Linked DNA regions of Mus musculus: all the other regions are linked to region 1. The links are chromatin contacts, called in public HiChIP or PLAC-seq and promoter capture Hi-C maps. All regions are on one chromosome and are shown on one strand. The core of a region is the stretch at or near the end of the contact, and the rest is flanking DNA. Distances in the headings are between cores, read along the strand shown. Region 1 holds the start of Gtf3c5 (general transcription factor IIIC, polypeptide 5). Region 2 overlaps Rxra (retinoid X receptor alpha). Region 3 holds the start of Rxra (retinoid X receptor alpha). Region 4 holds the start of Med27 (mediator complex subunit 27). Region 5 has its middle 19 kb from the start of Gm30761.

The links. Promoter capture Hi-C pulls out the DNA fragments that hold promoters and counts their contacts. HiChIP or PLAC-seq counts read pairs in DNA pulled down with a chosen protein or histone mark.
Region 2: a contact with region 1 is called in a promoter capture Hi-C map of hippocampal neurons, with 2.1 times the contacts expected there. The contact joins the enhancer-like site here to the promoter of Gtf3c5 in region 1. A contact is called at or near these places in 5 of 39 promoter capture datasets (embryonic stem cells, hippocampal neurons, liver and 1 more), 1 of 15 datasets of contacts at CTCF or cohesin (embryonic stem cells), 1 of 484 Hi-C or Micro-C datasets (cerebellum) and 1 of 115 datasets of contacts at active chromatin or transcription factors (astrocytes).
Region 3: a promoter capture Hi-C map of hippocampal neurons shows a contact between it and region 1, with 2.1 times the contacts expected there. The contact joins the promoter of Rxra here to the promoter of Gtf3c5 in region 1. A contact is called at or near these places in 2 of 39 promoter capture datasets (hippocampal neurons and liver).
Region 4: a FOXA1 HiChIP or PLAC-seq map of pancreatic cancer cells shows a contact between it and region 1. The contact joins the promoter of Med27 here to the promoter of Gtf3c5 in region 1. A contact is called at or near these places in 4 of 39 promoter capture datasets (embryonic stem cells, liver and pre-B cells), 1 of 484 Hi-C or Micro-C datasets (muscle stem cells) and 1 of 115 datasets of contacts at active chromatin or transcription factors (pancreatic cancer cells).
Region 5: a contact with region 1 is called in a promoter capture Hi-C map of hippocampal neurons, with 2.1 times the contacts expected there. The contact joins the enhancer-like site here to the promoter of Gtf3c5 in region 1. A contact is called at or near these places in 5 of 39 promoter capture datasets (hippocampal neurons, liver, pre-B cells and 1 more) and 1 of 115 datasets of contacts at active chromatin or transcription factors (large pre-B cells).

Annotation. Positions count from the first base shown.
Region 1 is chr2:28,581,451-28,586,557 of GRCm38.p6, forward strand. Gtf3c5 (general transcription factor IIIC, polypeptide 5) reads right to left here and starts at 1,829. Exons shown (of 12, transcript NM_148928.3): 1 at 1,375-1,829. The coding sequence starts at 1,527.
Region 2 is chr2:27,762,144-27,767,586 of GRCm38.p6, forward strand. Rxra (retinoid X receptor alpha) reads left to right here. Exons shown (of 10, transcript NM_011305.3): 10 at 1-1,176. Among named protein-coding and RNA genes, the nearest start is that of Gm39777, 74 kb to the right of the region's middle. Within about 2 kb of position 2,973, at least 37 of the 459 cell types and tissues checked have an H3K27ac peak or open chromatin away from gene starts, as enhancers often do. A contact at or near this core is called in hippocampal neurons, where this site is marked.
Region 3 is chr2:27,674,901-27,680,863 of GRCm38.p6, forward strand. Rxra (retinoid X receptor alpha) reads left to right here and starts at 2,301. Exons shown (of 10, transcript NM_011305.3): 1 at 2,301-2,560. The coding sequence starts at 2,533.
Region 4 is chr2:29,345,304-29,351,106 of GRCm38.p6, forward strand. Med27 (mediator complex subunit 27) reads left to right here and starts at 1,507. Exons shown (of 8, transcript NM_026896.5): 1 at 1,507-1,744; 2 at 4,543-4,687. The coding sequence starts at 1,542.
Region 5 is chr2:29,562,846-29,568,080 of GRCm38.p6, forward strand. No RefSeq gene overlaps it. Among named protein-coding and RNA genes, the nearest start is that of Gm30761, 19 kb to the left of the region's middle. Within about 2 kb of position 1,331, at least 30 of the 459 cell types and tissues checked have an H3K27ac peak or open chromatin away from gene starts, as enhancers often do. A contact at or near this core is called in hippocampal neurons, where this site is marked.

The DNA of each region.
Region 1 (5,107 bases), core at 579-3,078:
TAAGGGAGAACAAGGATTCTCTCAATATCATAACATCCATCAGTTCTTATCCACACCCATAAAAAAGTGGAGCAGCAGCTCAGACTGTATTTGTGCTGGAATTCATTTTCCTGTCATACCAGTAGCAATGTCTGGCTTAGCCTTTCTTACCTGCCCCCTTATCTGGAAAAAGGAAAGAAAAATAGTATCTAGTTCACTAGGATATTATTAGGACGTTTTGTTGTTTGTTCTTTTGAGACAGAGTTTCTTTGTTAGCTCATGCTGTCCTGGAACTTGATCTGTAGACCAGGCTGGCCTTAAACTCAAAGATCCACCTGCCTCTGCCTCTGTAATGCTGGGATTAAAGGTGTGGGTCACTACTGCCCAGCTTCATTAGGACTTAACCAAATACTTGATAAATTTTTATAAAATGGGGAATCTGTACAGATATTAGTACAGAGGTAAACAAGAGAGATCCTAGCTCGGTTTACAGCCCCAGGGCCAAGTAATAAATGTAATACATGAACAGGTAATACATGTATCAAACTGAAATCTGAGTGGAATTATCAACGGAAGGAGCCAGAATCTGCTTATGCTAAGATGTTCAGGGAAATCATTTCTAAAGAAACAATTCCAAGATTCCACAGAGCATCACTTTAGGTCCACTACTTGTTGTGTGGTTATGTGGCCTGTTTACTTGTAAAATGCAGATGTTGTCAGTTCCGGCCCTGGGGATTGAAAGGACTGTGGCATGTTAAAAAATAAATAAATAAAAATTAAAAAATGCCGGCCCGTGGTGGCGCACGCCTTTAATCCCAGCACTCGGGAGGCAGAGGCAGGCGGATTTCTAGTTCGAGGCCAGCCTGGTCTACAGAGTTCCAGTACAGCCAGGGCTGTAAGAGAAACCCTGTCTCAGGAAAAAAAAAAAAAAAAAGCCGGGCAGTGGTGGCACACGCCTTTAATCCCAGCACTTGGGAAGCAGAGGCAGGCGGATTTCTGAGTTCGAGGTCAGCCTGGGCTACACAGAGAAACCCTGTCTCGAAAAAACCAAGGGGGGGCGGGAGAGCACTTTGTACGTGCTAACCACATAATACAACGCCGGCGAATTGTGTCACTTTTAGTTTCAACTACAGGTGGTGGAAAAGTTCTCTTTCCTCCCGTGCCTCGGTTTTCTGCCGAGAGCAATAAGGTCAGAGCAGCTCACTGTCCTGGGATAGATGCCAAGCATGCTACTCACATTTGGGGACAGAAAGAAAATACCGCCTAGTTCACAACAGGTCCTAGAGCTTGCCTAAACTCTCCGTTGCCACGGAAACCGCTCTCCCGCCCGGTGGTCCCGCCCATTCAGTAGACACGATTCCTTTCCCGCGGTCCCGGAGTTTCCCAGCTCCTTACTCGAGAGACGCTTTCCTCGCCGCCCAGGGTCTGTAGCATCTTGGCCTCGTTACGTACTACGCCCGGGTACTCCACGCACACCAAGCGCCGTTCCCGCCGCAGGTCCACAGGGATGGCGGCCTTCGGGTCCGCATCCGGCTCCGCCGCCGCCATGCCTACTAGTCTGGTTCCAGCCCGCCGCGGTCCGTTCTCAAATGGCTCCGCGAGGCCTCACCTCAAAGGTTCCGCGAAGGAATTGTTCCGGTCCTCCTTACCTTTCTCGTCTCCTTAAATCATGGAGACTCGAAGGCCTCCAGGAAGAAGTGCGTCGCCGCAACTGTTTATTTTGCTACACCACACAGAACTGGGGGCTTTTTAATTTAAAATGAAGAGGGTTGGACAAAGGGGCGAGACGAGGGCGTATCCCACCAGCCGACCCAACCAAGACAAGCCAGGATTCGACCGGGTTTTTCCGGATATCCCGTCCAATGAGAGCTTGAAGACGTGCCCCAGGCGTCCTCTGGCCCGCCTCTCATCCCTGAGCTGGTTTTCGGCTGTCAAAGAAAAAGCAGTCCACTGAGTCCTCTTAGCCTTGCTCCTGTGTGCATGTATTTAGGGCTGAGTGCAACTGTAAATTAACAAATTGATAACTTCTTATCATCACACCTCTGTGAGTTTAATACACAAGCTTCAAAGCCTTTGTTGTCATCTTGCAGAGATGACAGTAAAATATTAGATGCACATCGCATCCCATATTAGGATGTACGCACAGCATGCTTAGCAAAATTTGCAACATAGGCTACTCACCTGTTGGTTCTGTGAGGGTCTGATTAGATAGGTAAGTCTGCTGAACTCGGTGCTTCTACCTCTGAATGAGAAGAAGTTCGGTTCCTGAACCTACAAAGCTGCTTCTAAGCTACATGGAGCCTCGGTAAACCCCTCATCCAATGTAGCAACACTCTCAATATTCAGCTGTCATCTCTTCTCCTTATGATATAAACATGATCTTAGAAAGCGATCTCACGTTGTTCCTGTTCTCAGCGGGACCCTCACCCCTCTTTCCCCCCACCACCTAGCTGTCAGCTTCTCTTCATCACTTAGGTTTATGTATAGGCTTTATCTCCCCTGGGGATCCACCATGATAACCTAAACCTAGTCTGCTGATTTCCTTGGTGCACTCGGCACTCAGACGCACACATCGGGGAGCACAGCCTTATTTGCTTAATGCTGGCCTTGCTTTACTGTGTTGGCAGCTTCCTAAAGGTAAGTATTGCTTTGCTGCGGACCTCTCAGACCTGAACACGGGGGTAGACACAGAGTATACATTCACTAAAGATGTTGTGAGCCAGTGAATGAATGAGGCGACACTTTCATGACTCATTCAATCCAGGCCTAGATCGACACGTGGCCACAGAACACTGAATCAATCTCATTCTAGAGAGGCATGTCCGTATGTGAACAGGAACCACGGAGAAGGGCAGGAGGGGAGACAAAGACAAGGACCAACCTGAGGTCCTCAGGCCAAGCTTCTGAGAGAAAGAGACTTGGTCCTGCCTGGGATCCAAGCCAGATCTGGCGCACAGACCCTCACAAACAAAAACTTACCTATCTAATCAGACCCTTCAGACTGGAAGCTGAGAAGAGCCAAAAGGATCAGGCAGCTAATGAAAGCAGTGTCCACACATTTAGCATTTAGGAAATGCAGTCTCCTGCATGCCTGGGTCTGTGGGGAGTGGATGATGAATCAGAAAGCCTGTCCTTCTAGAACTCACATTGAGTAGCAAGAACAACTAGCAAAGGAATTGGAGGCTGAGACGCTGTTCAGTGATGGAAGAGGTGCTTACTGTTCAAGGTGTTGAGTCCCATCTCTAGGCTCCCTCCCACCTACCATTACACCTAGAAAAGATAACGTTGAGGAAAAATCAAGCCCATGGCATTTACCCATCTTTCTGCATCCAGCCTCTTCAGATTCAGTTTTCCAACAGGCCCTGGCACACAAGGTGAATTTTACAAGGCTCAGAACTGGGGCGCACTAGTTTGGTGACCAACACCCCTTCAGCCACTGCTCTAGGACCAAGGACGTTCTGGGCCTTAGCTGTCTAAATGTGCTCGCAAATCTCAGGTCCTGCTCCTGATACATAGACTTGGAGAAGGGCAGATGTCCTAGCCCCTGAGATGACCCAAGGCAATGGAAAGGGGATGCTGGCTGTGTAGCAGAGCCTAAATCCACAGGAAAGCATCGTCAGGCAAGCAGCATAACACTCCTATCCAGGGCTTTGCAGAACGCTGAATATTGTTGGCAGTGTGCCTTTGGAGGAACCAGGAGTGGGGAAAGTACTAGCCTTTTATCAACTAGTGAAAAGGAAATCTTTGGAAAATATTTTTCTGAGCTTCAACAGAGATGCGGTATAACTCATTGTATTCTCAAGGTCAGTCCACAGTGCACATAGTAGGTGCTTTCTTTAATATTCCCTTGCTAGGCGTTGAGTCTCCTTGGACTGGATGAGAAGTGTAATGTTTCCTTTTGGCCATCAGATGGCGACAGAACATTCACATGGGCAAGCCCTCCATCTGCTGGCGGTAAGTGGTCATGACATCCTGGAAGATGGAGAAGTTGCTGCACTAAGAAACCCCAGTTCAAGCCTGAGGTCTCCTGAGTTCAGGAGCCCCCTGAAAGGCTTATGCTAGTCCCAGGGCCAGTATTCTTGCTGTCCATCTGCTCCATCTGTGCCCACTTATACACATGTTCAGGGTCTCATCATTGGATGACAATGACCGACAATGGAGTCTTTCACAGGCTTCTCTTCCAAAAAGAACAAACCATGTCACTGGGCATTGTCCTTCCCGGTCAGCTTGTCATTCCAAAGCAAAATGGAACCATGAACAAGACCAGGTTTCAGAGCTTGTTCGTAGATATAGTTTATGTTGCCTAGTTAAATATTTCCAAAATGCTGCCTAGCCAAGACATATGGAAAGCTAGTGAAATGTAAACAGCACAGCCCCTCAGTACACATAGGCTTCCTGAAGGCCTTGGGAGGCTCTGTATCACTATGCTCACGTGGGAGCATGTTTTAAACTGCATTTGGTTAGTACATCTGTCCCTTTCCAGCCATGCTGTCCTCGGTCACCCTTTGCTGGGAGTCTGAGGAGTATGGGGGGCTTGGCTGAGGGGGAGTGAGCTGGGAATGCAGTAAGACAGAATAGGATGTGTGGGTGTGGCTTGCAGTCACTTCTGTGTGCAGAGAAATGACTGATGCTCATTTTCTGTAGGGATGGCTTCCAGGAACACTTGCCCCATCCAAGTCCATGACAAATTACTGATGTTGTGACCTGAAAGTGCAGGACCAAAGGTATGGAAGTCCTCTTGACTTCCAGAGCCATAATCCATCCTGTGGGAAATCCCATCAGCTGGCTCACTGGGCAAAGTCCTCGGGAAGTACAAACATGAGGTCCTGAGTTCAGACCCCCTGCATCCATGTTAAAAACAAAACAAAACTCACCTGTTACCTTTGCACTGGGCGTGGGCAGAGACAAGTCATTTCAGCAGCTTTGTTGACCAGCCATGAATACAAAACACAGTCTCAGAAAGACCCTGTCTCAGAAAATAAGGTAGGCCTTATTTGATGGCTAAGATGGCTCCATGGGCAAGGGCTTTCTTTCCACGCAAGTCTTGCCAATCAAAGTTCCACTGGAGACCCACTCAGTGGAAGAAGAGAACCAACTGTTAGACCTCTGCTCTCACACTCCTTGCTTA
Region 2 (5,443 bases), core at 1,723-4,222, 820 kb before region 1:
TGGGGCTTGTGACCGGGTCTCCATGCACACGTGTATGGTGTGAACACATGTGCTATACAGAGACTGCCCACTGACGACGGGAGATGCGGCACAGTTACTGGTGTTTTGTGTTCTTTTTAATCAAGACTTTCCCATTTTCCTGTACATTTGCTTCTCGTGAGCAAGGACCTGAGGTCCCCTTCTGTGGGGAAGTCGGGCTCTGGGGACTCTCTGGAGGCAGGGGATGCATCTATTTTCAGATGCTTCAGGGCTGGAGTGCCCTGAACTCTAGCCATGCCTTAGCTGGGATGTGCGGCCACCATGGGGAGGAGGCCGCGTCCGCAGGGAGTAAAGATAGAGGAATGTTTAACGCACCGGGAAGGGTAAATGAATCTATTTTTGTACAAATGTAATTTTATCCCTCATGTAAACTGGATGGCATGGTGGGGGACCTATTTTGTTTCTGCTTTGAGTGTCAAAAACTGTTGGGACACCCTGACGCTGAGACAGCAGAGGAGGCGCTTACCAGGCGGCTGAAGGCGTGAGAACAGCACAGACAGACACTTCCTTCGGTGGGAGGGGGGCCGCACGGGCAGGGTTTCCTTCCCCTTCTTGGTGATTTGAACAGCCCTGCTCTGTCCTCGGTGCCTGCCTGCCTGCCTGCCTGCCGGCCTCTGACTGTGAACTGACTCCCCACGGAACTACTCACTGGGACATTGTGGTGCAGACGCCGGGGGGTTGATGAACAGCAGTCTCAGGATTATAGAAAAGAAACAACAACATGAGAGGAGAGACAAATATGAGCGTTTCAAAATATATCTCCATTCGGTTCTCATCTGTCCTGTGTTGGGGAGTCCGATCTGGGGGGTTGCAGACTTCTGGGGCAGTGGGAGTGGGAGGTCCTGTGGTCAGCTCCAGTCCCCAGCTTCCTTGGGAGGGTCTTCTCTTCCATGTCTGCTGTGCTGTGAAGCTCTCCCCTGGGGCCCCTTTGAGGCCTGCACAGAGCCATCCCCAATCTGTGTTGCTACCTGCCCAGCCCTGGCTTTCCTGCACCCAGCTTCTACTTCTGTGCTAGCTAGAGTGGGCAGGAGGTTCACACGGAGGGACTCAGATACGTGATGTCATCTAACTGCCCGATTAATTACAGGTTAACAATGCCCCATCTGTGCCATCTTGTGATAAATGCCCTTTGTCTCCGTGCTGTCTGCAGGTCGGGCTTCATCTGACCCCAAGTTTGGTGACACTGCCCTGTCATCTCACGCCCCTCTCTGCTGATGGGTTCACTCCTGGGAGAAACTGGGTACTAGTCTGAGGCTGGGAGCAATGGGACCCGAGGGGCCTTGTGATGTTGGACAACTGTTTCTAGCTGTGGCCAGCAGCCTGCAGAGCCAGTCTGCTGATTTCCCAGGCTAGGAGCGTTCTGTCACAGTACACTTCATACGTTTCACTGAAATACCCTGTGTATTTCCCCCTTGGCTGCAGAGGGCAACGGGAAGCTGAGCCCAGACTTCATACTGCTGTTCCCACTTCCTCAGGCACAGAGGAAAAAAACAAAACCCCAAAACAAAAAACTTCGGTTCCCTGAAATAGCCTTCCTTCCACAGGTCCCCAGTTAGTGAGACTTTGCAAGGTACAGTTTCTCTTCTTTACTCAGAGGGTCTTTGTCCTGAGCCAGGCCTTCCCCTGGCTAGAGCCAGTGTCAGCCCCAGGTTCAATGTGGACTTTTGGCAGTCCAAAGGTAGGGGACCTGGAGGGTCTCTGAATTGCTGAGCTGTCTACCTGATGCCTCTGCGTGAGTCCAGCCCTCTGCCAGCCCACTTCAGCCCTTTTGTGATTTAATTTTTGTGCCCAAGGCTCAAGCTGGCCCGCTCCTTGGTCTGGAAAGAGGGTCATCTCTGAGGAGTGGCCACTTGGCTTCTGTACTTGGTGCTGACTCACCGTGCGTTACAAGCTAGGTCGGTCCTCTGTTGGTCCTAACCCTTCTACAGAAGTCAGAAAGGACAAGGGACCCTGTGAGAGGCTTCAGGTTAGGGCAGAGAGCAAGGGGACAACAACTGTAGAAAGGACAGTTCTCAGGGCCCTTGGTGCTGGGTTTTAGTGACCCACGGTTAACGGGATGAGAAGGCACTGAGGGAGGCCAGTCTGGGTGGGGTCTCCCTGGGGTGGCACATGGGTCTGATCACCTCCAGGGACATAGGACTGCAGAGTGCTCCACCAGCTGAGTAGACCCAGGCTGCTTGCCGGCATCACTTGGCAACCTGGTCTAAGGCCTCCTTGCTGCCTCTGGTTGCCATGGCAATGCCTGCTCAGGGCAGTCCCTCTGGACCAGAGATGCTGGGCTTGATAAGTTTATCAGCAGTAGAATCAGGCAGCGGCAGGCTGAGCCAGCCTCTAGGCCTGTGTAACCTGAGAGGCCAGGGTGGGGGTAGGGCCTCAGGTCTGGGGACACATGATGTTTGCATGGAATATCACCAAGCCCCCGTTTTCTTTCTCTGGTCTTATGCCCAGTACCAGGAGCCAAGGGGAAGGAAAGAACAGACCTACCCATCAGCAAGCAATAGTGCTAACGTGAGTGTGTGTAGTGGTGGTAGTATAGTGGGCACATCTTGGAGCAAATGGGGCTAGCCTTGTCTCAGGGCCTGAGGACAGCAGTGCCATGCAAGTGCTAATGTGTGTCAGGAAAGTCGGGCAGGTAGGGGGTCAGAGCATTGAGGGAGTCAAGAGAGGTGGCAGCTCAGAGGGGAGTGCATCCTGGCTGACTCCAGAGAGTGAAGCAGACGGTCAGCTGATGCAGAGGCCCTCAGAAATGCCAGGAGAAGCTCTGAGGGCTTGAAGATGAAGGCCCAGCTTGCCAGTACTTGAAGAACCCTGGGGGCAAAGAAGCTACCTGGAGTGCTGTGCTAATATGGATGAAAAGTCTGAGGCTGTGGAGGCTGTCCTGGGTGGCCCAAGATTGACCGCAGCAGCAGCAGTTCTCAAATGTAGGGTAGCACTGCCCCCTGCTGGAGATATTTGCACAAGGCTGATTCCTTCCAGGACCTTCTGGTTCCTCCTAAGGCCTTGTGCTCTGCAATATACTCTATCCCCCCATGATTAGAATACTCCTAGTCCCAAGGCAGACAATTCACCATGCTGACAAGAGCAGGGCTCGGCAGGGTTGTAGCATCTGGAACATTCACCAGGACCTGGGGAATGCGCAAGGTTAGGCTCCTATCACCAGTGCTTGATTGGCAGCAGAGGCAAACCTTGGGTCTATTTCCCCATCTCTGCTAAGGACAGGATCCCCATGCCCAGGGCCCTGATATCAAGAGTCCTGGTCACGTGGGAGAAGATCTTCAGGTACCACTGCTGTAAAGAGGCTCTAATGCTGGCACTGAGGTAGGGCAGTTTGGATTCAGATACCAGCCTTGAGACCCACCTTGAAGACTGGGGCTGAGGGCCCAGGTCCCAGGAAAAGGCACCATCCCTTGCTTACTGGAAGAAGGCAACTCTACTGGCACCAATGCACCCTCAAAGGTGAACAGTGAGTGTCAGAGCTGCCTGAGGAGGTCAAGTAAGAGGAAAGCTTGGAGCTGTGAGGAAACTATAGCTTCTCTCCTTCTCTCCCCCTGCCTCCATCCATCCCTTCTTCCCTCTCTTTTCTCTTCCTGTCTTCCCCTCCCTCCCCTTCCCCCCTCCCCTCTCCCTCTCTATATCCTTGTTATCTCTCCCTCCCTTTTTCTCCCTCTCTCTCCCTCACTCCCTTCTTCCCTCTTTTCCTCCCTCTCCCCCTCTTCCCCTTCCTTCCCTTTCCCCCTCTCCTTTCCCTCTCTCACTCCCTCCATCCCTTCTTCCCTTTCTTTTCCTCCATTTCCCTCTCTTCCCCTGTCCCTCCCTTCTATTTTCCCTTTATCTCTCACTCCCCTTTGCTTTCCTCCCTCTCTCCTTCCTTCCCTCTATCTCCCTCCCTCTGTCCCTTGTGTCTCTTTTCTCTCCCTCTCTTCCCCCTCCTTCCCCTCTTCTTCTTTCTCCCTCCCTTCTGGCCCTCCTTTTATCTCTCACCCCTGTCCTTCCCCCTCTTTTTTCCTCTCTCCCTTCTTTCATCCATTTATGCAATGTTCTTGCCACCTTCTGCTCATCTATCTTTCTGTTTATCCAAATGCTCGCCCACTGTCTACCCAGCTGTTCTTCTACTCTTCCATATGTTCACTCAACCATCCATACATCTGTCCATCCATCTTTCCATCTATTGGCTCTCTGTCTGGACATTTCCTAGGCTCGGGTCCCATCCTGAGGGGGCTTTATCTGTCCCTCCTGGACAGGAAGGCATCATCGACCGGAATCCCTAAGACTCTAGGTTGCTTTCCTCCTGGCCTTGTCACCATTAAGTGGTGTGACTGATGCTGTCAGACCCACAATAAGAAACCAGCTCCAATGTCCTAGGTGCTGAAAGATGAGGGAGCCCTGTCCTCTGGAGCAGATGGCTGGAGCATCACTTTCTATCTGTCTTCCTATTGTCAGCAGCTGTCAGTGTGTGGTCCAGCTTGTGTAGGGGGCAGTAGTACCCCATGCCCTGGTGTGAGAGTCAGGAAGCCAGGTCTGGGACTCAAGCCCAGCTCATGAAAGCAGACAATATTGTTTCCCTGGCTTCAGACTCCCACCTGTGGGTGCTGTCAGACCTGGCACAGTTACTGTATCCTATGGGACACAATCACAAGGATAGTTATCCAAGAGCTCAGACTAGAAATTGTCCAAGAGAAAGGATCACTATGGGTCAGCTGGCAGCTGGCAGCTGGCAGGCCTCTGCTCCCAGGCCGGTGCTCTGGATGAAATCAGGCGTAGGCCAGCCTTGGTGGACCTCACAGCTCTGGGGATGGAGCTACACACTCAGAGCCCACAGCCCAAGGCTGGGTCTGTTCAGAGTCAAACATGGAGATGGACGGAAGGAGTGCAGGAGGCTTCAGGATAGGCAAGACGCACAGCTGCAGTAGCCACTGTCCTGATGCTGCAGGCCTTGGTGTGTGTGTGTGTGTGTGTGTGTGTGTGTGTGTGTGTGTGTGTGTGTAGGTGTGTGTGTTACACACTCTAAATTCCCAAGATGCACTTGAGGATTCAGAAAGAAGAGAGGCTGTTGCCACCAGAGGCTTCCAGTAGTCCCACTGGATGATGTAGGCCTGAGGCAAACAGGTTTTGAGGGCTGAAGATGGTCCAGCAGTCACCATCCATGCCATGCACCCTGCAGGCTTGAAAACTTATATCTACCACAAACCTTGCCAGGGAACACTGATAACACCTTTCCCTAATAACTCTAAGCTAGAAGTGACAAAGATGTCCTTTGATGACACTCCCCCCCCCCCCCGTACCATGCCATGCTGCTCAGCAATAAATGGGCGGGGTTAGGGGCACCCTAAACATACATGGAAACATCCTAAATGCTTCACACGATGGGAAGATCAAGGAGAGCCCTTCTTTGAGTGTTCTTGGG
Region 3 (5,963 bases), core at 1,051-3,550, 910 kb before region 1:
AGTCTTCCCTATCTTGTGACAAAATATCTACTTTCTGGCAAGCCTCATCCTGGCTGAACAGTCTCTATATTGCCTGGTTAGTCATTTCAAAGACCCAGTATGGAGGATGGGATTGTCTGCACTTTCCAGGTCAGGGAACTGAGGGCAAGAGCAGAGTGGCCTGGCTTGGCCACCAAAGAGTTGCAAGGCAGAGCTGGGGTGTGCCCTTGCCCTGCCCATCTTAACCACACCTTCTGTGAGAACCCAGGGTCAAGTCTTCAATAGAGCCTGCTGATATTTGTTGGTAGAACGAATGGCCCACAATACTGGGGGACAGAGATCATTGAAGTTTCTCTATCCACCCCCACAGACCTTTCCTGATCCTTTCTGTTCTGAAACTTAGCGTGAGCAGGCTGTCTGCAGCCCAGATTTCACTGGCCAGGGTAGAAAGTTGGTACTTTATTGTTGGTCACCACGTGTTGCCCTGGCGAGGATGGCCCAGGAGTTTGAAGAACAGGTCTTAGCTCTCTACTGTGATAACACGTCCCTAAGGTAAAGCTTATAGTCTCTTTCTGCTCTCTGGCCTTGCTGTTGACACAGGGAGTTAGTTCTACCCCCTCACAGCCTGCCATAAGAGTCTCAAAATGGCCCTGTCAAGGAAGGAATCTGGGGGTTTTCTCCCTGGCCAGTGGGTCCAATGGAGCTGTGCTACCTGATGCAGGCACTACCAGAAGCACCCCAAGTTGTGTGCCACACTAAGGGAACTCCCAGGTGATGACCTGGGAAAGGAGGCCTGGTTTGTAGTGCAACCCAAGGCATTAGCAACCCCATTTTGTTTCCCAGCCCACATAGGAGGACCAGACATGGCCTTTCTCTAAGACAGGTCTATAGCTTTTCTGGTAGGCTGCTAAAAGACATCTTTAAGATAGAGTCCCACAACTATTGCTTTTTTTGTTGTTTTTGTTTTTTGTTTTTTTTCTGAGACAGGGTTTCTCTGTATAGCCCTGGCTGTCCTGGAACTCACTTTGTAGACCAGCTGACCTCAAACTCAGAAATCCGCCTGCCTCTGCCTCCCGAGTGCTGATATTAAAGGCGTGTGCCACCAAGTTCGGCCAACTATTGCTTTTTACAGAGAAAAAGTGCAGTCCTGGAGGACGGTGGTAGTGGGCCCACGCAGAGCTTTCTTTTTTGTCTTGAGGGGAGGTGTTCTCTTTGGGCAGCACCTACTCTGTGCAGCCTGTGGACTTTGGTAAACCCCTCTGCCAGGGCCTCCACGCTGGATTTTGGTCTGGCAGGCACCAGCTGGGAGTGGAGGGAGGCGGGACTGCCGGTTGCCTGGCTTGGCGCAGGGGGAACTCTGCGCTTAGGGAGGCTGGCTTGGCTCCGCTCAGGTAGCTCACACCCAAATCCGAATTCCAGCTGCCCAAGTCGGCGGGCGGGTTGCGGAGGAGGCCCAGGCTCTCCCTGGGTAGGAGTGCTTCCTTTCGTTTTTAAACAAACAAATCATGAATTTAAGTCAGGGCAGAGAGCTAACCAAGGTATAAAAATAGCCTGGGGCCACGGGTGATGTCCGAAGCCGGCAGTAGCGCCCTTCAAGCCCCGCGCCTCTGAGGAGGGTGAGAGCCGTCGTGTTAACGTGGGTACCCCGAGCAGCACCCCAGCCCCCCTCTGCCTGTCTGGCCTGCGGTCAGACACCAGGGTCCTTTTTGGGCCTCTCGCGTGTTAGGTGAAGGGGACTGGGACGTCCAAAGGGCAGCATCTCCCTGCCCAGCTGCTTGCCTCTGGCTCACGGCCCTTCACCGGCCTCAGTTTCCCCATGTGTCCACCGGGATGCGCAGGGCCTCGGCTCTTCTGCAGGGAGCCTTGCAGGACCAGGGTCCTCGCGCGGCCACGGCCGGCCTCTTTGTGTGTCCGCGCAGACAATGGCCCGGCCGCGGGGCTCTCCTCCCGGCCCGGCTCTCCTCCTCCTCCTCCACCACCACCGCGGGCCGCCGGGTTTTTGGGCAGCCGGGAAGGGAAGGCTGCTTTACCCCACCGCCCCGCCCTCCTCCCACGCCGCCGCCCCACGGCTCCTGGGAACCCTTGGCAGATGCAAACTTGCAAGTTTGCAGGGCGCTCACAACTCGGGGCCGGGCTGCGAGCGCGGGGTGGCCGTGGTGGTGGCGGCGGCGGCGGCAGCGGCGGGCGGGGCGCGCACCGGTTGCGGGCGGGGCGAGTGGCGGCGACGGCGCTGCGCCGAGTCCGCGCCCGTCGCGGGCCCCCCGCCGCTCCCCCCCCACCCCCCCGCCCCGCTGCAGGCCGGGCCGGAGCGGGTCGCGGGCGCGCGGCGGAGGCGCGGGCGGCGGGTGCGCGCGCGGGGCGCGCGCAGGCACAAGTAGTTTACATTGTTGGGCGACTTTTGCAACAACTCGCCGCGCCGCGGCCTCCGCGCGCCGCCGCCGCCGCTGCCGCCGCCGGCTCCCCGCCGCCCGGGCCCCGGGCGGGCCGCGCCGGGGGCCGCCGCGCTGCCGCCCTGCTGCTCCGCCGCCGGCTGGGCATGAGTTAGTCGCAGACATGGACACCAAACATTTCCTGCCGCTCGGTGAGTGCTGGCCGCGGCGGCGCGGGCGAGGGAGGGGGCCGGGGCTGGCGGGGCGGGGGCGCGTGCGCAGCGCGCGCTGGGGGTCCGGCCGGGCCCATTGGCCCCGAGCCGTGGCGGTACCGAGAGTTAGCGCGCCGGGCCCGGGGAGGCGAGTGGGCACAGGGCAACTTTTCCCGGGCCCAGGCGCGCGGCGGGAGAGGGCGAGGACGCCGGGCCTCTGACTTGCCGAGGAGCGGGAGTGGGCGGCGGGCTGGCGCGAGCGCAGGTTCGCTCGGGACGTGGAGAGGGACCCTCACGCTGCGCCTCGCGCTTCCGCGGACCCCCGGGGCGCCCAGCTCTAGCTATCCGGGAACCGAGCCACGCCGGAGGAGCAACTTCTGAGCTCGCTGGAGGGCTCCGGGCCTCCCTGGCATTGGGATGGGGACGACGCGCTGGGCTCCGGGAGGCCACTGCTCTTCCCGGCTCGTCGGGCTGTGGCTTGGAGAAGGCCGCTGGCCCCTGGCTGTCTCTTTGCCCAGGATAGAGTCTGCGATCTTGCCGTTCCCCGACAGCAGACCAAACCTAGGTGGGCACGGTCACTCTGGGTCTCTGATTAAACCCAGGACTGGGGCCCCACACTCTGGCACCCCTAGTTTTCAGTATTTAGGGGAGACAACCCATCGGCAGAAGGATCATTTTCTTGTCCTGCAACCCTCCCGCCAGCAGCACCCAGCCCCAAACAGCCTGCCAACTCCCGGAGTAGAACCAAGCAGGGTCAGAGCCCCCCACTCATTACTCTCCCTGGGGTTTGGGAGCCAGAGGGAAGCAGGGTAGGGAGACTTATAAATGAGCTCCGGGAAAGATATTAATTTGGTGGTGAGGACAGCAGCCAGGCTGTCAGGCTGGTGAAGAATTTGTGCTGATTGGAAATCAGGACAGCAGATTATGGACGAAGCTCCACGATGATCATTGCCTCTTTGCCTCCCACCCCCTATGAGGTTTGGGATGCATTTTGGCTACCCTGAGGGGTGATCAGAACCCAGCATGGTTGCCAGGACTTTTGGTGATTTGGGGAGGTGGTACCTCCTTAACCTCCAGCCTTCTCACAAACAGGTCTGCTGCAAAGTGACTGGGGTTGTGTTACAAGTGTGTCACAGCTTCAGACTCTCCATCCTTATGAGTAGTGATAGAGACAGTGGGAGCACACCTGAGCTTGGGGGTCTAGCTCCCCGGCTATAAACTCCTGTCCCTGTTGCAGTTGAGAAACTGACTGGGGAAGGCTTCACTTCGAGGCTACAAATGGTGGATTTGGCATTGTAACCCCCTGCCAAAGTCAGCCGACAAGAAAGCTTTGTTACTGTGGCTTGTTGCTGTGGGGCCTGGGGTGGGGTGGGGGTGGGAGGCTCCTGAGACATCTCTTTCTCCTTCATTCAAGCCTTGATGTGCACACAGAGTTGGGTCCTTCAGACAGGAATGCTTTGCTCAGTCTCTGGCCTGGGACACGGCCAGGGCCTGGCACTACTTTGGCTAGGTCTTGAGATGGGAACACCACCCCAGGAGAGACAGAGCCCGTTCTCAAAGTTGACACATACAGAACTGGCAATGACATTGCAGGCGGCTGGACTGGAGTCTCCATGAAGAGGAGTTATGTCTCAGAGCTGCTGTGTTGGCTTCACAGAGTGGTGGCTCTCAGGACCAGCTTTGGCCTCCCAGGCAGCCTGTGCCCCAGGGCTGAGGGCTGAGTCCTGGGCTCTGATTACGTTTTATTTTTTACTAAGCTTGTGACCAGCTCTGAAGTCCAGTGCAGTTGAAGATCCATTTAAGCGGCTACTTGCCTAAGCCCTTTTGTCAACACAGCCTAATCCCTCCTGGGGGCTGAGTGTCAGAGGATCTGGCTCGTCCAGGGTCCCCACTGACAGCTTGGGTCTGACTTGAAGTGTCTAGGAAAGTTTGGCCATCCCTTTTTCACTCCCTTGCCCCTTTTGGGGTCCGGGACCCAGGGCTCTTTCCAGTGTGCACTGTGTGTGTTTGGTGGTCCAGGCAGCCTCCAAGCTTCTGCCAACTGAGCTGATCTGCACAGGACAGATCTAGGAAGAAAGAAGGGAGGTTGGGGAATTTGCCCCAGGCAGCCCCTGTTTCCTGGCTCTGCTGTCCAGGGCTGGTCTTCCTCCATGCCAGTTGGGGAGTTGGGGTAAGGGCTGGCCTCAGCCTAGATGGTGGGACTGGAAGGCTGAGCCTGCAGAGTCCAAAGGTCTCAAGCCTGCACTGCCCCTCTCAGCTGTTAGTGGCCCATTTGCTTGTGAGAGTAACAGGTTTCCAGAAGCCAGGCTCTAGACCTCCAGCCACCCTCTTGTGTGGTACTTGGGGACCTGGTGAGCTTGGGGCCTGCCTGAGGGGGCTTTTAGTAACATCAGAGCCCTTGTGACCCAAAATAGAGCACATTCCGGGAGTCCCGAAATAACAGAGTCACATGACTCTCAGGAGGCTGGGCTTGGAGTCCAGCTTGGGCCTGACTAGGCAGTTCATGTTTAGGCCCCTGGCTGTCTACTGATTTGGGCATTTCTTTTGGGAAACGCTGGAGGAGACTTCGTTGTTGACTGAGGAAGTATTAGGGAGAGAAAAAGTGACTCCCTGATGGTGGTCTGACTGTGGTGGTGGACTTGTCTGGCAGTATTCTTCTTTGGGCTGGCCGTGACTATTGTGCTGGGCACAAGCATTTGTCTCAGATGTGGGCTCAGAGAGCTAGGCCCACCGGAAGGAGTCACTGAGGGTGGGGAGCTCTACACACAGCCCAGGTCTGCACTGCTCAGAGTCTGTGGGGTGTGTGGGGTGCAGAGTCGAGCCTGCAGCTGATCACATGGGGCAGCTGCTGTGGGCTGGCTCCCAGGTCTAGGGCCTGGGCGGCTCTTCCAGCTGTGCATGTCCTTCAGCGCTGGGGCTAGGTGCAGCTCCTCAGGGAGGCCCCTCTGACTTCCTTGCTAGTGCCTCCTCCCGTAACTGGTTCTGAGGTTGAGTGTAAGAGTGGGGACCCCTATCCCATCCTCATGCCTTCCTCTAGGAAAGGGAGTGTTATAGAGGGGTTGTCACTCTGTGGACAATGGAGGGGTGCTCAGGCCTGCTCCTCTCCACCCAAGGGCTGGCTGCACATACCAAAGGAACTCTGGGATCTGCATGTGTGGACAGAATCAAACTGCATAGAAGGTGGTATGAGATAGCCTTGGGACCAGCAGTCAGCGAGGCAGCCTGGAACTTCCTGTTTCTAGGGGAATGGGGTCTTGCTATGCGCATGTACAGGCCAGGGTCTGCAGAGAGTGGTAGACCTTGCTCAGCTGTCTTAAGATGTAGGCCTGGAACCTTACAGATGGCTTAGGGCCAGGACGAGCCAAGACCTGTCTTCTCCCCTTTCTCCTTAGGCCTAAAGCTT
Region 4 (5,803 bases), core at 257-2,756, 760 kb after region 1:
GGTCCTTTTTATAGGAGAGTGCTCACACAGACGACTGTTAGAAAGATGCAATGAAAGGGAGGAACAAGGGGAGGGATGCTCATCTAGTGAATGTGGTCACGAGTTTAGTGTAGAGGTTGAAAACGTGTTTTGCAGCTTACCTAAAGAACAAGAACTTGGCAGGGCAGTGGTGGCACACGCCTTTAATCCCAGCACTTGGGAGGCAGAGGCAGGTGGATTTCTGAGTTCAAGGCCAGCCTGGTCTACAGAGTGAGTTCCAGGGCAGTCAGGGCTACACAGAGGAACCCTGTCTCGAAAAACCAAACAAAAACAAACCAAACAAAAAGAACAAGAACTTATTCTTTTTTTTTTCTTTTAAGATTTATTTTTATTTTATGTATGTGAGTACACTGTAGCTGACTTCAGATGCACCAGAAGAGGGCATCTGATCCCACTGCAGATGGTTGTGAGCCACCATGTGGTTGCTGGGAATTGAACTTAGGACCTCTGAAAGAGCAGTCAGTGCTCTTAATCGTTGAGCCATCTCTCTAGTCCCAGGAACTTATTCTTAATTACAAATAAAAACCCTAACTTGCAAGGACTTAACATGAGGCAAATAGAACTTATTCTTTAATTACAAACAGAAACTTTAGCCTGCACAGGACAGAGGAACTTATTCTTAACTGTCTTAACTGCAAACAGATCCCCTAAGCTGCAAGGTCTATTTTCCCTGTTTTGATCTTCCATTAACTTGAAAGGTATATTGTCCATTTTGATGTCACAGTATATATCAATTTGTATCATATATAATCACATTTTGCTTATTTGCTTATACGTTGGTAGATATCTGGCTCCTTTCACACTTGACTATAGTGAATGAGGTTGCGGTGGATATGGAAGTACAAACATCTCATTTAGACACTGCTTTCAATTCTTTTGGACACATACCATAATTTCTATTATTATTATTATTGTTAATTTACTTTTTGGACACAGGTCCTCATGTAGCCCAAATGTTTTCTATTTCCTTTTAAGTTTCATAAAGAAAAACGTTTTGAAACTATATAGAATACCTTGCTGTTTCGAAAAAACATCAATTGATTCATACCTTAACCAATTATTTAGGCTGCCAAGTGGCAGTTTTCTTGTATCACTCTGCCTTCATTTATGTGTTGGCATTTTACTACAGGTAAGAGAGTTCTTCCCCTTTATTTATGAATATGGACTCATTCATGTACTCTGGGGACATTTTATTGTTTTGAGAAATTCCTATGTGACTGTTCAAATTTTGGAGATACACAGTGGGCTTCTGCATTTCTTTGTCATTCACTATTAAGCAAAAGGAGAGGACAAAATGACTTCCCTAGATGGAGATCATAACTTGTGGTCAACTCTCTCATTCAGTCAGACTGGCGCTGTTTTTCCAAGTTCGCTAGAGCTTCCTGGATGGGAGCCACGTCGCAAACTACACATCCCAATACCCTCCTAGGACAACGTCATCACGAAGCGCCGCGCGCCGCTCAGGCTGTGGACTCTGGAAAGCCGGCTGTGACAGCTGCAACATGGCGGACGTGCTGAGCGTTGGTGTGAACCTGGAGGCCTTTTCGCAGGCTATTAGCGCCATCCAGGCGCTACGCTCTAGCGTGAGTAGGGTCTTCGACTGCCTTAAGGATGGCATGCGCAACAAAGAGACGCTGGAGGGCCGCGAGAAGGCCTTCATCGCGAACTTCCAGGACAACTTGCATTCCGTCAACCGGGACCTCAAGTAGGTACTGGCTGAAAGGATCGGGGTTGAGGACCCTTCTGGCACCTGTCCCGCCCGGATCCCGCGCCAGTCTGCCCAGTCACGGGCCTCTCTCCTTTATTCACAGTCCGCTGTCACTTTCGCTCATCTCCCGGTCCTAGTCAGCCTCTCAGGGACTCCTTGTCTCCCGTCCCGTTACCTAGTATTCATTCTGTTGGCCATTTCGTCCTGGTTGTCATCTGTGGTCCTCGGTTCCCGCTGTAGTGGTCCTATCTGATGAGGAAACCTCTTCTCAGGAACTTCCACCTCGTCGATCTTATCAGACCTTTTCCTTGGGCTCCATCACATCGGGCCAGTCTCCCCATCAACACTGTCCCAGGCCCAATTACGTACCTCTCGATCCGATGAGCTCCAGTTCCCATCCTCAGAGCCTAGAATTCATCAGTTCCACCTCACCTCATTCTCAGACTACCTCCGTTACCTTTGCCTCTTTCCATTTCCCCTCCGAAGCCACCTGCTCCTCACTGCCAGTCACCATCATTCCTTTTGTTTAGCTCTTTTCTCGAGAGATACAGTCTTACATCTATTAGGATGTTTAAGAGGAAGAATTTATTTAGGTTCAGTTTCAGAGGACTCAGTTCACTACAACGGGAAAGGAATGTTTGAGCAGGTTAACCCCTAATAATTGGGGATTACATATTTCCCTCACGGGACTCCTTTTACATCATTAGTGTATTAAGAGTTTGCTGAGAAGACATTACTCAGATGCCATGCATAGAAGGCACTTTGGATTTTGAGACAGGGATTCTCAGGGTAACAGTCTTGGTTGTCCTGGAATTCAATTTGTAGACCAGGATGGCCTCAAACTCACAAGAGATCCTCCTGCCTCTGCCTCTCTGGATTAATCTGCTGGGATTAAAGGTGTGTGCCACCACACACAGTTTAGTAGGCATGTCTTCTGTGCCTGAACTTGTGTTTTCTTCCTGTCTTAGAAATTAGAATGGAAGGACTTGAGGTCTCCCCCCCCCCCCCAGACAGGGTTTCTCTGTATAGCCCTGGCTGTCCTGGAACTCACTCTGTAGACCAGGCTGGCCTCAAACTCAGAAATCTGCCTGCCTCTGCCTCCGGAGTGCTGGGATTAAAGGCGTGCACCACCACGCCCGGCTTGGATTTGAGCTTTTTACTTCTGAAATTGAGCATTTGGTGATCTGGTCAGGTTGGGTTTCCTCTCTTCCACCTCATGTTCCTCTATAGTGCCTGGTTCCAGCTCCGTGCCTTCTGTGTGTCAGGCAGGCAAACCCCCAGGACTCCCTCCACCCATCAACTAGTCAAGTAGGATGGAGGAGGAAGTAGTGAAGTGTTGTGTGCCTTTCCTCCCCGTATTCCACTCCCTCCTTAAACTACACACATACCTGTTCTGTCAGCTTGACAATGGCATGCCCTACCCCCACTCCATTGACTCCCCCGAGGGAGGCTTTTTTCCCCCCCTAAGACAGAGTTTCTTTTTAGATCAGGCTGACTGACCTCAAACTCACAGAGACCCCCCCTGCTTCTACCTCCCAGGTGCTGGTGGGATTAAAGAAGTGTGTCATCTCTGCCCTGCTTTCTAATGGGATGTCACAGCCTTTTATCACTTTAGAAACTTTAGTAATGTTGATATTTCTTTGACTTATTAAATGTACAGTAGTGCCAAGAAGGTGGCTGAAGATTTGAGGTTGGATGCAGCATGGGAGTGGTTAGCAGTGTCCTGCTGGCTGCTGGGAACTGGCTCCCCAGAATTCGTGATTTCACCGTTCGCCCACTTTCCCAAGTGTCTCCCTAGTTTTCTTGCTAGACTGAAGTGAGCTTGTTTGACACAGCCCCCTTGATGGTGTTTATTTTATGTCTTCTTTGTTTTGCTAAGCTTTGCCATCTGTGAAGCACTGTGCACAAATCTGAAATGTGAAATGATAAATAATCATGATTTATTCAGGTACTTGCTGCTTTGCCAAATGGAGTGATCTGCATGTGGGTCCGAAAAAAATCCTGAATGGGAGGCAGTGTTAGACTCTACTGCAAGGTCCTAAACATCTTCTGCTGTGGATGAATCAGAGTTGTTACATCCCAGTTTTTAGGGAACCTACAGCTTCCTTTGCAAAGGAACCTTATGCCCTTAGGTTTGTTTTGCCTCTGGAATGGCATGAGAGGGCTAACCAGGGCTACACAGAGAAACAAAATATAGCCGTCTCTTGCCATTCCTGAGGGAAAACAAACCTAAGGGCACAAAGAAGCTCTAAGGTTTTTAAATATTGGGGTGTAACAACTCAGATTCATCCACAGCAGGAAATGTTTATTTTGTCTCACTGTGTAGCCCTGGAACTCCCTATGTAGACCAGGCTGGCCTCAAATTCACTTTGATATATCACACTTGCCTCCCCAGTGCTGGGATTAAAGGTGTGGGCTACCATGACTGGTTTGGACAGGCATGTTTGAGATTAGAACGCCTCAGTTAGGCGTTCTCTTGTTTGTCCCTAGGTTTTTGTTTTGTTTTGTTCTGTTTTACCTTTGCAAAACTCTTCTCGAAAGATGTCCGAACCGGGCGTGGTGGCGCACACCTTTAATCCCAGCACTCGGGTGGCAGAGGCAGGCGGATTTCTGAGTTCGAGGCCAGCCTGGTCTACAGAGTGAGTTCTAGGACAGCCAGGGCTACACAGAGAAACCCTATCTCGAAAACCAGAAAAAAAAAAAAAAGGAAAAAAGAAAAAAGAAAAAAAGATGTGTGATGGTCTTGAGGGAGTGAAGTGGACTCGGGTTTATGTAGCTTCTCTTTTTACTTTCAGTGAACTGGAACGTTTGAGCAACCTGGTAGGCAAGCCGTCTGAGAACCACCCTCTTCATAACAGTGGGCTGCTAAGCCTGGATCCTGTGCAGGACAAAACCCCACTCTACAGCCAGCTTCTGCAAGCATACAAATGGTCCAACAAGGTAAGGGGCTGCTGCAGATGGAGCTGACCCACCAAAACCCAGTGTTTCTCCCAGAACTGCAAAGAGCATGAGAGGAAGTTTTCTTTTGCATCTGCATGGGCCATAGAGTTGGAATTCTAGGCTTTCCTGTAAGTGATAGGGAATCCTAGATCATGTATACCTAGCCTGGAGATTGGGTGGTTCTATAAGAGCGGCTTAAAGAACCCTGGATGGTGCATACAATGTGCTGCAGTGTGCTGTGGTGTGTGCGGTTTCGCCTGAGGAAGGTGCAACTGTTCTAGCTTCTCTTGCTTAGCAGGAGGTCCTGACTCCTACAGTTCACAGACTGGCGATGGAAAGGCTTAGCTGCTCACATCGTTTATGGTCTTGTGTTGTCATGCTGGGAGAGTATCTGGAGAGTGCTATGGGTTAGATTATGCTCCACTTTCTCCTGAATCCATATGCTACAGAGTGTGGTTTTATGGTGTGTTGTGTGGGCAGGTCCATGGCGTAGCTCTCAGGAAAGTTGGAAAAGGAGAACTGAGCAATAGTGTGAATCACAGCAACCACTGGGCTTGCAAACCTGGAAGCGGTGTGTTTACCTGAGTCCTTTTTGTCTGTGTGCTGTGTGTTGTGAGCTTGCCTGCTGACGGGAACTGGCACGTTTTGGGAACAGGTTTAGAAGCCTTTCTCGGTAGCTGCTGAGACCTGCTCTTGTTTGTGAACTGCTACAACCCCCCTCCCCCCATCCACCCTTCACCCTCTGCCCTGGTTCTCTCCCTCTCATCTGTTTTGGTGACAGATGAGCCTTGATAGATTTTATGGGATTTTTTTTCTTTGAATTTCTGTAGTAGGCTTATTTTAGTATTCTTTGGTTTGAAGCAAGTTGGAGATTCAGAAAGATGATTGTCCCTGGGGGAACTAAAAGAACTTGGACTCTGAATATATTGATTTGACCTTTAAGTCTTTTCCCCCAAACTCTGTGGTGCCAAGTGTAGAAACCTGGAGTTCCCTGGAGTTGCAATTGGTCAATACAGTGCTTAGGGAGCTCCCTGGTTCGAAGCTGAGCTCATGTGCTTGCTGTGCCTGTCATTCGGGTGCGTCTCAGGGCTTGCTTGCTTTGGTTGCTCCGAGACT
Region 5 (5,235 bases), core at 81-2,580, 980 kb after region 1:
ATTGTCCACATGTCACCTTAGATTCCAGAACTAGCAGAGCCTCATAGGACAGACAGACCAGCACCAGCTGACAGTGATTGTTCGAAAGGAAGAGGACACACCTTGCAACAGGGATGTCCACCTCCAGAGCTCCAGCTTGTCCCCTCGGGCAATAAGGACTTTCTCAGAGTACCCTATAGACCTGAGGCAGGCACATTTAAAATATATATATATATTTATTTTCTGATTTTCATTTATGTGTCTGTGTGAGCACAAGTGTGTGTTGAAATCAAGAGAGGACGCCAGATGCCCTGGAACTGGGAACTGAACTTGAGTCCTCTGCAAGAGCAGTGTGTGTGCTCTGAATGGCTGAGTCAGCACACCTCTTGCGCCCCTCCCCCGGGTGCAGTGGGGGGAAGGGGTACCTCTCCCAATTCTACTTGAATCTAAAGTTTGAATCCTCACATCAGTTCCCTGAAGATGGACCTGAGACCCTTCATCTGCACTTTGCAGTGTGCACACACTAGTGAACATTTTGCAGTGTGCACACTCTGGGGGACAGCTTCTCCCTGCTTTCACCACCACAGGCCTCTTTAGCTAGCACGCTGGATGTATCAGGATGGTGGCCAAACCAAGCTGCTGAAGCCCCTGGAGCCAAGGCTTTTACTATAAAAACTACAACCCAGCACTCACCTCTTGAGTAGCTCTGCCCTAGGCACCCACATGGACAGTTCTCCCTACACTTAAAGGGGTTTTCTAACTCAGCTCAAATCAGCCTTAGGGTGGCTACCCACAGGAAATATACATTGTCTCTGTCACCAGAAGCAATGGTGCCCCAGCTTCCACCCCTTGGCCTCAGCAGCTTGTTCGGGCCCCAAGCAACCCCTGGACATTAGCAAGGCTAACTGGCTGAGGGGCACAAAGGAGACTGAGAATCCAGTGTGTGACCAGTCCTGGGGACGACCTAGGCTGTCCATACTCCCTGCCCCCACACCCAGTTACATCAAGCCTAAAGTCCAAGGTCTCTCCAGGGTGTCGAGTACCAAAACTCAAATCGACGCAAAGGGTGAATGAGATCTCCACTTCCTGTCCTGTACAGCCTTCTACTCATGAGGCGTGCTCAGCTATGTATCGGGGGCGTGTCTCCTTGCAGCTTGCTGCCTCCTGGTCCTTTCTGTCCACACAACTTGAAATTCTCTCCAAGGCAGGATCTACAAGGGCAGCCAAGAGGCCTCCTTCCACAGAGGCAAACAACGCTCACCAGGACTAGCTGTTCGGCAGAGTCACACAAAGCTAGTCGGGTTTTTTTAATTGGCCAGAGGCCTAGAAACCGACTGGCTCTGAGAGAACTGACAGATGGGATCCTATATGAAGTGACTGAGTCACTCAGCTCAGAAAGCGAAGAGCTTATTAGTCAGTGTCTCAAAGGGCTGCAACTTCACCGGAAGCCTTCGGGCCCAGCCAGCTGGGACTGCCTCACCTCCTTGACTGGCACTAACTTTGCCAGAGGATCCACAAGCCCAGGTATGGAAGCTGAGTTCCCACAGGCCTGCCTTGTTCCTGAGGTCCGGGCTTGCAGGGGACTCAAGGGGTTCCTGTTTGTTTACTCACAGGCTAGACCAAGCCAGCAGCTCTCCCAGCGCCATCTTTGAAGTCCTACCTGGGTCTGAGCTTGAAGTGGTGTGACCCAGGAGGCTCCACATCCTAGGGACCCCGGACCATAGTAGCTTGGGATGTGGAATCTGGCCAACTGTTCATCAGGGCAGTCTATTCCTTGTTGACCAAGAACCACTTGCCAGGTTGTCTGTCTTCCCTACCCTATTTCTCCCATAACCTGCCAGAGGGTTACCTGAACTTGACTACACACACACACACACACACACACACACCGACACACACACACCGACACACACACACACACACACATGTTATCTTCTAAAAGCTTAGGCCAAAGCCACAGAAAAGAGCCAGATGTTCTGTCAGGGTTCCCAAAGAGACAGAGCCCTAGATCACCTGGAATGATCTCTAACTTGGCCAACACCTGCTCAGCACCCACATCCCCAGCACTGCACGGGTGATGCACAGGTGCCCTTGGTGATGCTGGGACAGACCAGCAGAAGAGGTCCCTGCACCCATGGGGCTGACAACTGCCCTTTTTTTACATGTTTGCAAAAGAATGTGCCTGTGTGCTAGAGAGTTGGCTCTGCAGTTAAGAGCATGCAGACTCCTCTCGTCAAAGACTCAGGTTCAGGCCCCAGTGCCTGACAACTGCCTGTAACTCCAATTGCAGAGACCTTCCAGGATACCTGGAGTCATGTGCACACACACACATGCATATAATTTAAAAACACATCTTTGAAAGCTAACTACAAAGAAACTGAGCATACATACACCACCACCACCACCATAGGTTGAAGGTCAGCCTGGCCATACATTGTGCACAGGGAACAGGAGGAAGGCTTCCACCTACTCAGAGGATCCCACCCTGCCCTCAGGACTTCATAGCCTGTGCCCTTTATGGTCACTGTCCCCTACGGCCACTTTACGCACTTGAAAGCTTTAGACTGTTTTTCTTCAGAGACCGAGGGACCATATATCCCCATCTCCATTTTTGTTCATGCTACAGAGGCCAAGCAGGGTCCAAACATCAAATAAGCCCTGAGCCCCGAACTACACCTGCTGCAGAATAAAGAATCAGAAGGGGAGGGGCTCCCACCCCTGCTGGGTGGGGGGAGAGCAAGGATGGCTCTCTGATCCCTCATTGGTCAAGTTCCCAGAAAGCATTGCATCCGAGTTCCCCTTCTCCCGGAGCGTTTTTTTGGCCGCCTGCAGGCCTGCTCCTCTGTCCACCGGCCTCTCCCCGAGGAAGCCCCTGGTGTCCCCAAGCGGAGCGCCTGATGTAAGCTCCCATCTTCCCACCAGCAGCGGATCCATTCAGGTCAGCCCAGGCAGCAGGCCAGGCAGAGGGTCACTGCTAACTATATGCTAATGAGAGCTGAGGCCAATCAATCCGCCCTTAATCAGGCAACCACTGTGCACAGCAGGTGTGTCCAACCCTGGCCTAGGGGGAGGGTGAGCAAGAGTGGGGTGCAAAGGGGAGAGGAATAGAGAAAAGGAAAGGGAGGGAGAGAAAGGAGGAGGAAAGGCAGTTGAGGAGAAGGGAGGGAGGGAGTACAGGGGACCCATGGTCTCAGTCCCTTAGGTACAGCCTCGCTTGCCTTGACTGGCTGTCCCCAAGGTCCCCAAGGACCACTGGCTGCAGACTGAAAGAACCAACGGAAAAGAGAAAAGAAAAAAAGGTGTGGGGCGGGGGTGGGGGGTATCATCTTTCTAATCAACTCTCAAAGCTGCAACAGCTAATGAATTCTTTGGAAACCCCAGGGCATGTCTGCACAGAGAGAAGCCAGACTTCCTTCCTCCCCAACCCCTCCCTCCTACTCTCTCCCTGCCTGGAGCAGCCAAACAGGATGCCCGATCTCAGTGGCTCCTGGGAACCTCTGCAGGTCTCACTTCTGACCTCGGGACAAGGCCACCCGAGGTCGCCACCCTTGCAGTGCCAGGGCCTTGGATTCCTCTAAGCTGAGGGCACAGGGTAAACAAGGACCAGCTGTGGTTATCTCTTTAGCACCTACTGTATGCAAGTTTTAATCTGAATGCTCCCTCACAGCCTGTGAGCTAATGACTGTATTACAGATGACAAAACGGAAGACTGGTTACACTGGGATACAAATCTGCCAGCATCTCAGGGTAGGAGTGCTGCGTGACACTACTCCTAGGGAGAAGTGAACACCATTACCCCAGTGGTCCCAGGGTAGACTTAATGTCTGACTTGATAACCAGTGAGATTCTTGAGGTTTCTTAGAGAGCAGAAATGAGTCAAAGGCACCTGTATCAACCCACCCCAGCATGGAGGACAGCTGGGAAGAACTGGGACCTTGGAGCTCTCTTCATGACAGGCAGGCATGACTCAATAAAGCAGGGAGTCTCCTCTCCTCAGCAGGCCTTACTGATTATACAAGGGGAGGGACCTTGGCATCTGCTAAGCTTCAGGGATTTCCTGAGACTTAATTGTTTACTTCTGGAATTTCCCTTCTAGATGAAATGTTTCCGTTTAGAGGAAACTGCTGTACAACAGGAAGATTTGAAGCCCACTCTAGTGGCTACAAGGTCATGGTGAGTCTGATTTCTCCCAGAGCTCTAAGGTACCCTGGCTCCCCAGTCCCCCTCCTCACATCTCTGCTGTACAGAGCCCTAGATCACCTGGAATGATCTCTAACTTGGCCAACACCTTTTGTCTTTGAAGCCTTGAGTTCACACCTTCTCTGGCAATTTCTTCTCTCCTTTTAGAAAGTGCAGAACCAGTAGGTTTGACAGCTAAGCTTTATTTGTGATTGTTCTGACTGGCTGTGTGACTAAAAGCAAACTGCTTGTTATCTCTGTCTTGCTATCTTTGGGCTGTCTCGGTATCTCTGCTGGTGTATGACACGGCACACAGGATACCAGCACCTTCCAAGGCCTTTTCCATGCCTCATTTACTACTGCCTCACCAGTTGAATCAACTAAAACCCAAAGAGGTTAATAACTTATCAGAGGTCGCCCAGCAAGCCAGAGACCATGCATTCAGAGCTTTGGCAGCCTCTGCTCCAACAGTCCAGGTTTCCAGCGAAACCTCACTCAGAGCATCTCTAGTGAAAAAGAAGGGTAATGGAGAGAGCCTCGCTTTACAGGGAAGGAGGTCCTGAGGGAGAACCCAGTGTCTAGAAGGACCAGAAGGAAATGCTAGACAGACATGCCCAAGGCGGGAAACAGCCACATGGAGTTCAAAGTAGTTGAGGATAGCCCAAAGAGTGAGCGCATGTCCAGTTCCTCGACTGAAATCTCCAGGGTTCAGCAGCTTCCTGTCCCACACCCAGGCTGAGCTGAGGAAGTGACTGGGCCTTCCCTCTGCTGCTGTGAGCACAGCGCCCCCAGAACCGTCCATCAGACCAGTGGTTCCCAGAGATGTGTGTTTCTTTGAAGACACAGACTCTTTCTATGCCTTTGTCTTTAACCCTCTGGCAAATGGCCCACTGTAGCTACTGGTTCCACACAGAGCAAGCCTTCTGGGCTCACCCACTTCCTCCATCCTGCTTAGGCCACAACCTCCAGAAAGGCAGAGAAAGATGGTTCATTTCCATCTGCTATGAGCAGGTTGCTGTGAAGTGCAGGCAGCTGTGCCAGGTCACTAGGCCACCAGGCCACCAGGCCACCAGGCCA